Regions from separate parts of the Gossypium hirsutum genome. Here all the other regions are linked to region 2. The links are chromatin contacts, called in public Hi-C maps. All regions are on one chromosome and are shown on one strand. Each heading gives the region's core, a stretch centred on a gene start, on an enhancer-like site or on the middle of the called end of the contact. The rest is flanking DNA. Distances are from core to core; before and after follow the strand shown.

What was found. Hi-C and Micro-C count contacts between places; a contact is called where the count stands out from the background.
Region 1: a contact with region 2 is called in a Hi-C map of leaf, with 2.5 times the contacts expected there. The contact joins the promoter of LOC107901672 here to the promoter of LOC107900631 in region 2. A contact is called at or near these places in 2 of 34 Hi-C or Micro-C datasets (callus and leaf).
Region 3: a Hi-C map of leaf shows a contact between it and region 2, with 1.8 times the contacts expected there. The contact joins the promoter of LOC107901670 here to the promoter of LOC107900631 in region 2. A contact is called at or near these places in 2 of 34 Hi-C or Micro-C datasets (both in leaf).

Annotation. Positions count from the first base shown.
Region 1 is chrD06:44,422,053-44,425,547 of Gossypium_hirsutum_v2.1, reverse strand. It overlaps LOC107901672 (dof zinc finger protein DOF1.4), which reads left to right and starts at 2,195. Exons shown (of 1, transcript XM_016827762.2): 1 at 2,195-3,495. The coding sequence starts at 2,957.
Region 2 is chrD06:43,692,232-43,695,710 of Gossypium_hirsutum_v2.1, reverse strand. LOC107900631 (caffeoylshikimate esterase) reads left to right here and starts at 2,096. Exons shown (of 1, transcript XM_016826301.2): 1 at 2,096-3,479. The coding sequence starts at 2,365. The coding sequence ends at 3,393.
Region 3 is chrD06:44,586,478-44,589,584 of Gossypium_hirsutum_v2.1, reverse strand. LOC107901670 (splicing factor 3B subunit 2) reads left to right here and starts at 1,333. Exons shown (of 18, transcript XM_016827758.2): 1 at 1,333-1,677; 2 at 1,993-2,112; 3 at 2,200-2,328; 4 at 2,433-2,495; 5 at 2,808-2,915. The coding sequence starts at 1,405.

The sequences.
Region 1 (3,495 bases), core at 946-3,445, 730 kb before region 2:
GCAATGGCAGTTATCACAAATGGAAATCCAGAACGCCCAGTAAAACGGTCAATCGCCGGCATTGTGGAAGCAATGTCAACAATGGAAATAAACGAAACTCATGTCGAAAACAAATTGTGTTTCGTGGTTTACAAGGAGCAATTTGAGTTGGAGATCAAAGTTCATAACATTCCTTGTGATCATATGTACCATTCCTAACTTCATACTCCCATGGCTTCAATTATAGAACTCATGCCTCGTTTGCTGCAACGAATTATCTGCAGCTGTTGATGGTGATGAAAAAGCTGAATCGGTTGTATGTATTCAAATTTGTATGAGATTCTAGTTGGGTTGACTGTTTGGAGGTCATCCGACGGAAGGTTCACAGTAGACAGGCTTCCAAGAGGTATTAGAGGAGGCAGAGATGATAGAGATTTCCCAAAAGTTTACATAGATGTGGATGATAATTTAAATAATGGATGGTTGCCATAAAGGGTTTCATTAGAGTGGTAAAGAGGAGGGTTTTCCAGAAGATTTTTGGGGAACTTTTATTTATTTATTTATTTTGTGTGTTTTAATGGTTCAAGTTCTTCAAATTCTGAGTTAATTTCAAGGTAGTTTTAATCCCTAGATTTTGAAATTTCAAATCATTTATAAATATTTAGGAAAAATAATTTTGGAGTTATCTGATTTCACCATATTTTTGCAAGAGAAAATTTCAAGAATTGAGAGTATTCCAATAAAAAGAAAGAAAGGGAAAAAGAATAAGGAAAGGGAAAAAAATAAATAAAAATGAAATAAAAATAAATGGATCTAAAGGTGGACTGATGTGACCAAATTAATAAAAAAATTTGAAGTGACCAAAAAATGAATGACCTAATTTTAGAGGGGCTATTGAAAAGTAGTTTAACCCTGAAATATAAATTACAAGTATTAATATTTGATTTTTTAAAAAAAATAGATATTAAATATTATTGTTAAAATATTTTACAAGTCTATGTACTCTTTATACATTTAGAATTTAGTCCTTTATTTTTTTTTTTAGAAATTTAACTCCTCTACTTTTTAGATTTAAAAATGTAAGTTCAATTATTAACAATTTTTAAATTCTTTTGTTAAATCCATGTGCATTATGTCGTCATTCGTTGGTTGTATAGTTATCAAGTAAATTTTTTTTTTAATTTTAAAATGTCATACCAATGAATTTAAAAAATATATTTTAATTATGTTAATAATTGAACTTAAATTTTTAAATTTAAAGGACTAAAATTTAAAAAATTAAAATAAAAAATTAAATTATTGTGAAGAGAATAACAACCTAAAGCATATTTTAACAGAAATATCATCTTTCAAAAATAGTAATATGAGCCAATATCTGGTTGGAGTATTAATTAAAACTTTAATCCAACACTCAAATAACATGAATTCAAACCTTGTAATCATCTTACCTCTACCAATATTATAACGATAAAAAAAACTAATTACACCCTAAATCTGATTCGCTCGGGGTTCATATGCGGAACAGAAATGAAGTGAATTATTGATTTTTTATTTCTTTGCTTCTTCTGCCATTTTAGAGAAAAGAGACAAGTTAATTTCATGGACGGTGGTGACTGCTAATTTGACACCAAATGGGCCCTAATTAACTAGCTACAAGCCATATATATTTATTTATACTATAAATATAGCAATAGCTTCAAACTTCTATGCATGGATGGTATTGGCTACTCTTTTTATTAGAAGGGGTATCATTATAGCCATATTGATTATAAACTATACAAGACAAGATGATTCTTACTTTTAACTCTCAAATTTTCATAATTTCAATTTTATCATGGCATGGGCTACTCTTGAATCTTTGATAGCAATAATTTTACCATTTTAGCCATAAAAATATCATGAAACCATTATATAAGAGATAGATTATATTTTATTTATTTTACTTAAAAAAATAAGTAAATTAATCTATTTATATTAGATTAAAAAAGAAATTGACAAGTTTTGTTAAAAATTTTATTCCTTTCAATTGTTAACAATTGACATGGATGACGAAATAATTAAATAGTTTCACCGTGATGTGTCACTTGTATCTCATACTAACATAAAATGACCAATTTTTAATAATAAGAATAGATAAAAAAATTTAAAATGACTAATTTTCTCGTATAAAAATTAATTTATTCATTTTTAAATAAAAAACAAAATATAATTCAAATCATATTCATCTAATTTAGCAAATTTCTAGAATCAACCTCGAGGGCGATATATCATTTTCATAGATATGGCGGAGCCAACGCGTCCATGCAAGTGGTTTACTAAGGGTGGGTTTGGATAGACGATTGGGTGCGGTGCAGTGCGTTTAGTTTATTTTTTGTCTCACGATACAGTATCGCTACAATATCTAATCTCACCTCCACTGTTGTTTTTATACTAACTACAAATAAACGTATCGTCTATCCAAGCTCACCTTAAATTACAGTTGGTTAATACTTTAATATAGTACAACATGAAACTCTTTCCCCTTCTCTTTACAGATCATTCAATCACTCCACTATGAACGGTCCACCCAATCCCACGTGTCACAACCCCCACCATCACCTTCACCCCTAAGCAACTCTCTTTCTTCATTTCCTTTTGCTCTATAAAGTTCTTTTGCACCATCACATTACACCACACAACAAACAAATTTCATTAGTTTTGATTCTCTTTTTTACCTTACTTACTCATACTACAATATTAAATATTATTATTATTCCCTTTGCATAATATGAACGATACAGAGGGCGCTCAAAGACTGCTCATTTCTCATCACCTTATTTCGATTATCTGATCCCTTCTTTCACTTCCATTCAAAAGCTTGAAATTTTTATGGTTTTGAAAGAGCTTCTAAAATTGACGCACACACACACACACATACATAGAGAGAGAGAGAGAGAGAGAGAGAGAGAGAGAGAGAGAGAGAGAGAGAGAGAGAAGGATGGGATTGAGTTGTAAACAGGTTTCCAGTGATGAGGTTGAGTGGATCCAGGGCCAGTCTTTGTTGCAGGCTCCAATTATGGAGCGTCCAAAAGCTTTATCAATGAAAAGGCGACATCATCAAGAAAACCAGCTGCAGCAATTGGAACCGCCATTGAAGTGTCCAAGGTGTGATTCTTCCAACACAAAGTTCTGTTATTACAACAACTATAACAAGTCACAACCTAGGTATTTTTGCAAGACCTGTAAAAGACATTGGACTAAAGGTGGTAATCTTCGCAATGTTCCCGTTGGTGGAGGCCGTAAAAACAAGCGGCATCAGACATCCGCCGCCGCTTCTGCCAGTAAAACAACCACAACTACCATCAAAAGCTCCACCTCTTCCGCTATTCAACCGCATCAGCTTCCGCCTGCCGATCAAAAGTACATACCGAACATCAAATTTCATTCACCGTTGCAGCAAAATTCTGTAAATTGCAGAAACTCGGAGAGAGAAATTTTCAGCAGAAACAATGGAGTCTGCTTAGATTCTACCATGTC
Region 2 (3,479 bases), core at 847-3,346:
TGAGATTTTTATGCAAGAAAACTTAAAAGGCATGTGAAAACAAACATTCAACAAGAAAATCTAAAGCAATAAACATAAAAGAAACAAACTTTAACAACTGCAAAATAAAATAAACTGAAATGCATTAAACTAAATCTAAAAATGTCTTACAACCTAGGTACAAGAACTAAAAGTACAAATAACCTTAAGTTACAGTGATAACTAACTTAACTAACACTAAAAAAAACTAAAATAAGAAGAAAAGTTGCAAAGAAATGTTAAATCTACAACTAAGGAAATGAAAATAAGAAACCCTAGAAGAAGAGAAAGAAAAGCTAAGAGAAAACCTAGAGAAAATTAAACCTAAACTAAGCTAATGTGACATTTTTTCCTCTCTCAGCCAAATTTTAACTGATATAGCAGCTATTCTGACCTAATCCAAAAAACCCTTGAATGAGCCTTCAATGACTACCTTTCTTGTCCATTTTTGTTCCTTCACGATATTGGTATCACGATACCAAGGAACAAGATATCACGACACTTTGAAAAATTTTGAACTTGGGTGTTTCTTGGCAGGTGGATATCGCGATACCACTGAAGGGTGGTCTCCAATCCCAGGTTTGTTGGAGGTATCGTGATTCCAAGGTTTGGATATCGCAGTACCCTCTCCTTTGGTGTCGTTCTTGCTCAATTTCAGTCTCCAAAATGTCCCTACATCACTTAACCATAGGTTAAGGCCCCCAATGGCATTATTGGCCAATTTGAGGTCTTAAAATGAGTAAAAACAAGACATATACACTTTTTAACTTAAAACCTAAAAAATATGAAAAAACTACAAAGAAGGCACTACTTTGCTTGAGAATAAGCTCCATAAATGTATCGAGAAAGTCAAATTTGTCATGTCAAATTACAACAGATCAAGAGCAATAAAAGATCTAACAATAAGATCTAAGAGATATGTACAAGAGAAAATAAAAGAACAAAGAATTTGAGGTTTTTCTCTTGACTTTGATGCTTGGATATGTCTCTATTGAATCTTAAAGTATTGTTGATGAGTGTTTATACCAAAGTATAAATTTGTAGACATTTATGGCCATTGGAGGTAATTTGAAACCGTTGCAAGCATGAATTTTGAAATGAAAAAAATATTTCTACTACTCAAGTCTTGATCTTTATCAAGGAGGTATTAGTACTTGGCTAAAAAGTAACCATTGAGAGGCTAAGTCTCTAGACTTGCAAACCCAAGTCTCAAGACTTGCCTAGTAAGTCTCAATATCATGCCCTTGTAGAAAATGTTGTTGGCTACTGACTTGTAAAACCCCAAATATTGATACTTGGTTACCAAAATGCCTTAGAGAACATTTTATGCAGCTTTAAATACTTTGGTATTGACTAAAGAACATTTGGAACATTATGAAACACACATAGAACATGTTTTTGAGTTTTTGCAAGTGCTGAAAATGCATGAAAAATGTTTGATAAGATTTTCAACCATATTTTTATGACTTAAGAAATATATATAATTTATATTAACAATTAATGTATTTTTTTAAAGAAACATAGCTAAAGAACTAGCTAATATGATTGAAAAGGAATAAATGGTTGAAATATTGAATAAAAATCGATTCGATTGGATTTTTAATTTTTTTATTTAACCTCATTTTGAAAATCTTAAAAATATTAGCTAATGATAATTAAGAAATATTTATAAAAATAAAAATATCAAAAAATATTAAGACATAAGAAATATATATTAACAAAAATATTAATAATGAAAATAAACCAAAGAATAAGAAAGCCCAGAAGATTATATGAGAAATTGAAAACAGAACCGAATTTTTATGTTAAAAAAAAAACGCCTATTGTACATGCTTTTCGGTTTTGTTCAAAGTTCTTACGTTTCCACGTCAAGATATTTCTCAGTATTAAGTTAGTTTTTATTTATGGATTGGAATAAATAACATTTAATTCGGATATAACTATCAAACTGTATATATCAGTTGTTTAACATTATTTTACTTTTATATCATCTTCACTTTTTCAATTTTCTATAAATGCTTTTTTTTCCTTAAATTTATTAAACTTGGGTTTTGGTGGCAATGCTATTCAAATAGAATTCAAACCCTCATCCCTAAAATTACTTTTAACAAAAAAAAAAATATAAATCTACCACATAGTTTAGCACCAATTTTTAAGTTAAGCATTTAAAAAGAAAATGGAGGTGCTTGAAGAAAAAAAAAATTTAATACCACAAAGATGGGAAAAAATGTATAATTTATATACAAATCTACGATGAAGCCGAAGGTGAAAAGAGGAAGAAAGCCTATCTCTTGGTAGCCCAACTCAACCACTAGTCCAACCCTTAGAATAAAGAAACCTCTTTAAATGACCAGCCACAAAACTATTTACCAATCAAAAGCAGACGCCCAAAACGATCTGATCTACTCAACTTCTTCTCCAAGGATGGTGGAACAAGAAGAAAACCTTCATTACTGGGGCGACATCTCAGAGGAAGAGTATTACAGGCTGCAAGGAATCAAAGGGTCAAAATCGTTCTACACTTCACCAAGAGGCCTCTTTCTCTTCACAAGATCATGGCTTCCACTCTCTGGCCCTCCACGTGGCATCATCTTTGTGATCCATGGGTATGGCAATGATATAAGTTGGACTTTCCAGTCCACATCAATCTTCCTTGCTCAGAAAGGGTTTGCCTGCTTTGCCCTTGACATGGAAGGCCATGGGAGGTCTCAAGGCCTTAGAGGCTATGTCCCACATGTTGATTTGGTTGTCCAAGACTGTCTCTCCTTCTTCAATCTCATCAAGCAAGATCCTAACTTTGGTGCTTTACCTTGTTTCCTTTATGGAGAATCAATGGGTGGTGCCCTTTGTTTGTTGGTTCATTTTGCTGATCCAAATGGGTTCCAAGGAGCTGTTTTGGTAGCGCCCATGTGCAAAATCTCAGACAAGGTTAGACCCAGATGGCCAATTCCTCAAGCCCTCACTTTTATCTCCAATTTCTTGCCCACTTTAGCCATTGTACCAACCGAAGATCTTCTGCACAAATCAATCAAAGTAGAAGAAAAGAAGATTGTTGGGAACAAGAACCCAGTCAGATACAGAGGGAAACCCAGATTGGGGACAGTTGTTGAACTCTTGAGAGTGACTCAGCTTTTGAGTGAAAAACTGCGTGATGTAAGTATCCCATTCCTAGTAGTCCATGGGAGTGCAGATGTTGTCACGGATCCGGAAGTGAGTCGGACTTTGTACAAGGAAGCATCCAGTCAAGACAAGACCTTGAAGATCTATGAAGGGATGTGGCATTCCTTGTTGTTTGGTGAACCTGATGAAAACATTGAGATTGTTCGTACTGATATATTGTCTTGGTTGGATGATAGATGTAACACAAAGATCTAAACTGGTTTAATTTACGCTGTCTCATTGGAACAACATTATGTTGACGAGGATTTGCAATTCAATTTCAATAAACTTAAATGCTATCA
Region 3 (3,107 bases), core at 84-2,583, 890 kb before region 2:
CAAAACCAACCCTAAAATTACTCGCAAAAGTAAGACTACATGCATAAGCAATACCAAAAAGCATACTATAAGAGTAGACAAAAATTTCTAAAAGTGAAGACTTATTAAATAATGGAAAAAAAACAAAAAATATATAAAACTTAAGATAACACGAGTTCAAACCGAATCATGAAATCATTTATTATTCTGAAACTCTCAAAACAAAAACAGATTAAGAAGTCAACGAAGAGCTACCCACTTTCTAAAAGAAATTGACGGTGGTCGGTGGTGTTCAACTATTATAGGCACTGTCATCTATCCATCACAAATTGTAAAGACAACAAAGATACCCACAAAATAGAATTGTAAACTGAAAAGAGAGAAGATGTATGGAATGAATGTAAGAAGAAAGAAAAAGAGGGTTGATAGGCAGGAGAAAAAGGCAGGCGATAACTAGCCCGGAGGCTAACACCGCCGCTAGGCAAAAACAGAAAGAAACAAACAATTTGGAGAAAAAAAAAGGGTTTCCCAAACTCGTACTTTATATATATTATAGATAAAAAATTAAAATTAATAGATAATGAAATGTGCTTGTGTTATGAACTTGGACTTTAGTTGAGCTAGCCTTGTGGCGTTAGACAGTAAATTTACTCGAAGTTGAGAATTCTAAAATATTCAAGAGAGTTTTGAATAATTTTTTTCAATTGCATTGATAATTCAAGTGATGAATGATTCAAGGAATGCCTTTATTTATAGTTGAGCTCATCTTGCATCAAAAGTACAAAGTAAATTATATCAATGGTTTACATTTAAACTTATCTATAATTAAGGGCAGATTTAAGGGATAGGCAGAGTGGCTTTGGTCCCCCAAAATGAAAATAATGCAATATGGTACCTTTATGAACAATGAAAATTTAAGTTAATATATGATAAAATTACACTATGGTCTCCAAAAAAAATAATTTATTAAATTCATTTAAAAATGATGAAATTAAAAATTAATAAATGATAAAATTTCTTAAAAATTTATAATTTAATTCCGATTTCCTGTTGATATATAGAGTGATAAAAAAGTTAAAACTCTATTACTCATAAAATATAAATTATTGGAGTGTTTGTTGAAGAGTTTGATTTCTTTCTTTTTTAAGTAGCGGCCCAACCAGGCCTAGGAAAATCTGGAACTTATATTTCGGTAAATACAAAGGTCCATTAAAAATTAGGCGGAATAAAATCGACAACTTCAAAGCCCAACTTCTCTCACGTCCAACCGTAACTATTAAAGGCCCAGCTTTTGTCACGTGCGATTATATCCACACGTGGGCATCCCTCTCTATATTTAGGCCTCCCTTTCATCTTCCCCATTTCCCACTCGCTCTCGAAATCAAAAACCCTCGCCAATCCATTCCTTGGATTAAACAAAGAGAGATGACCGCTGAGATACTCCCCAACCAGAACGGCTCCGTCGTTTACAACGGAGATCTGAATAAGTCTAACTCTAACCCTAACCCCATCTCTAACCCTTTCGTCGCCTCCAAGAAGTCCCGCGAGAGCGAACGACGTCGTAGAAGGCGCAAGCAGAAGAAGAATAAGAGTAAGAATACCTCCCACCAAGAAAATGACGCCGCAGACGGTCCCGTTTCCGAAGCCGGTGACAGCGACGCTGCCGAAGATGGAAAGAAGAATTCCGATCAGCAGCAGGTATCCAACTGTTCCCCCCTTTCTTTTTTGTGTTGAGATTTCTATGTTTTTAGTGAATATCGATTGTTTCGTCTGGTTTTTGCATGTCTTTGTGCATAATACAAGTTCTATAGTGACTTAAGAATTTTCGATTTTCTTTAGATGGAATAGAATTGAGTTTTTATTTTTGGGTTTAACTGTAGTTTGAAAATTTTCTTATGGCTATTTTGTTATTATTGTTTTCTTAAATTCAGCATATTTCACTCTAATCTTACATAATGTAAATTGCATTTGTTTATAAGTAAACTAAGCATTTTCTTTTGTTTGACACTGTAGGTAATGGAAGAAGTTCAGGTAGAGTACGTTCCTGAAAAAGCTGAGTTAGATGATGGCATTGATGAGGAATTTAGGAAGGTTTTTGAAAAATTCAGCTTCTGGGAAGCTGCTGGTTCTGAGGTAAAATGAAATTCAGTTTTATATGATCAATTAATTTTCGAATTTCCTTGTTATTCTCTAAAGAAACTTGTAATTCTATTTTTACAGGAGACTGACAAGAAGGACGAGTCTACTCAAGATGCTGATGCAAAGAAGGGGGCTGATTCTGATTCAGGAGAGGAGGAGCAGGATAATCCACAGAAAGAGAAAGGTGGCCTATCAAATAAGAAGAAGAAGGTTTTTGGTTTCTCCTTGTATTTTCTGAGATTATTTGTGTTATTATATGTAGTTCATTTTGATGAGACTGAAACTGAAAATACTTGTTTTGATATTGTTGACAGCTGCAAAGGCGGATGAAAATTGCTGAGTTAAAACAGATTTGCTCAAGGCCTGATGTTGTAGAAGTATGTTTTCTCTTACTGTTTATTTGATGTTTGCTTCTTTTCTTGTTCCTCTCTTGTTTATTTTTAAACCAGTGTTAAAACAAATTTATATTCCAATGTTGAATCAGAGCACATTTGCTATGAATTTTTTATTTTTATTTTTTGAAATGAAGTTTTTTTTTTTCATGGCTATTAAGGGATCTTATTTTTCTAATCTTTTGTTATGAATTTTGTCATGCAATACTGTTGGAATACTGCGACTCAAATGGAGAATAATGTTCACTTCTGTTTTTATAACTCAATAGCTCATGATAGATATGATTATTTTGTCAGGTTTGGGATGCAACTGCTGCTGATCCCAAGTTGCTGGTGTTTTTGAAGGCATATCGAAACACTGTTCCTGTGCCAAGGCACTGGTCTCAGAAAAGGAAATATTTGCAGGTTAGTAATTCTTGCATCCATGACGATTAATATGGGTCAAATATGTGTTCATGGTTCATAGGCATAATCTTTAGTGAGTGATCTAGGAAGACGGTGAGGGAAGATCAAGTCGATAAGGCTTCTCTTATATGCATATATGTGCTTCTTGCAGGGGAACAGCTGAGACAACCCTGGAGCCTGGACTTATAGGTG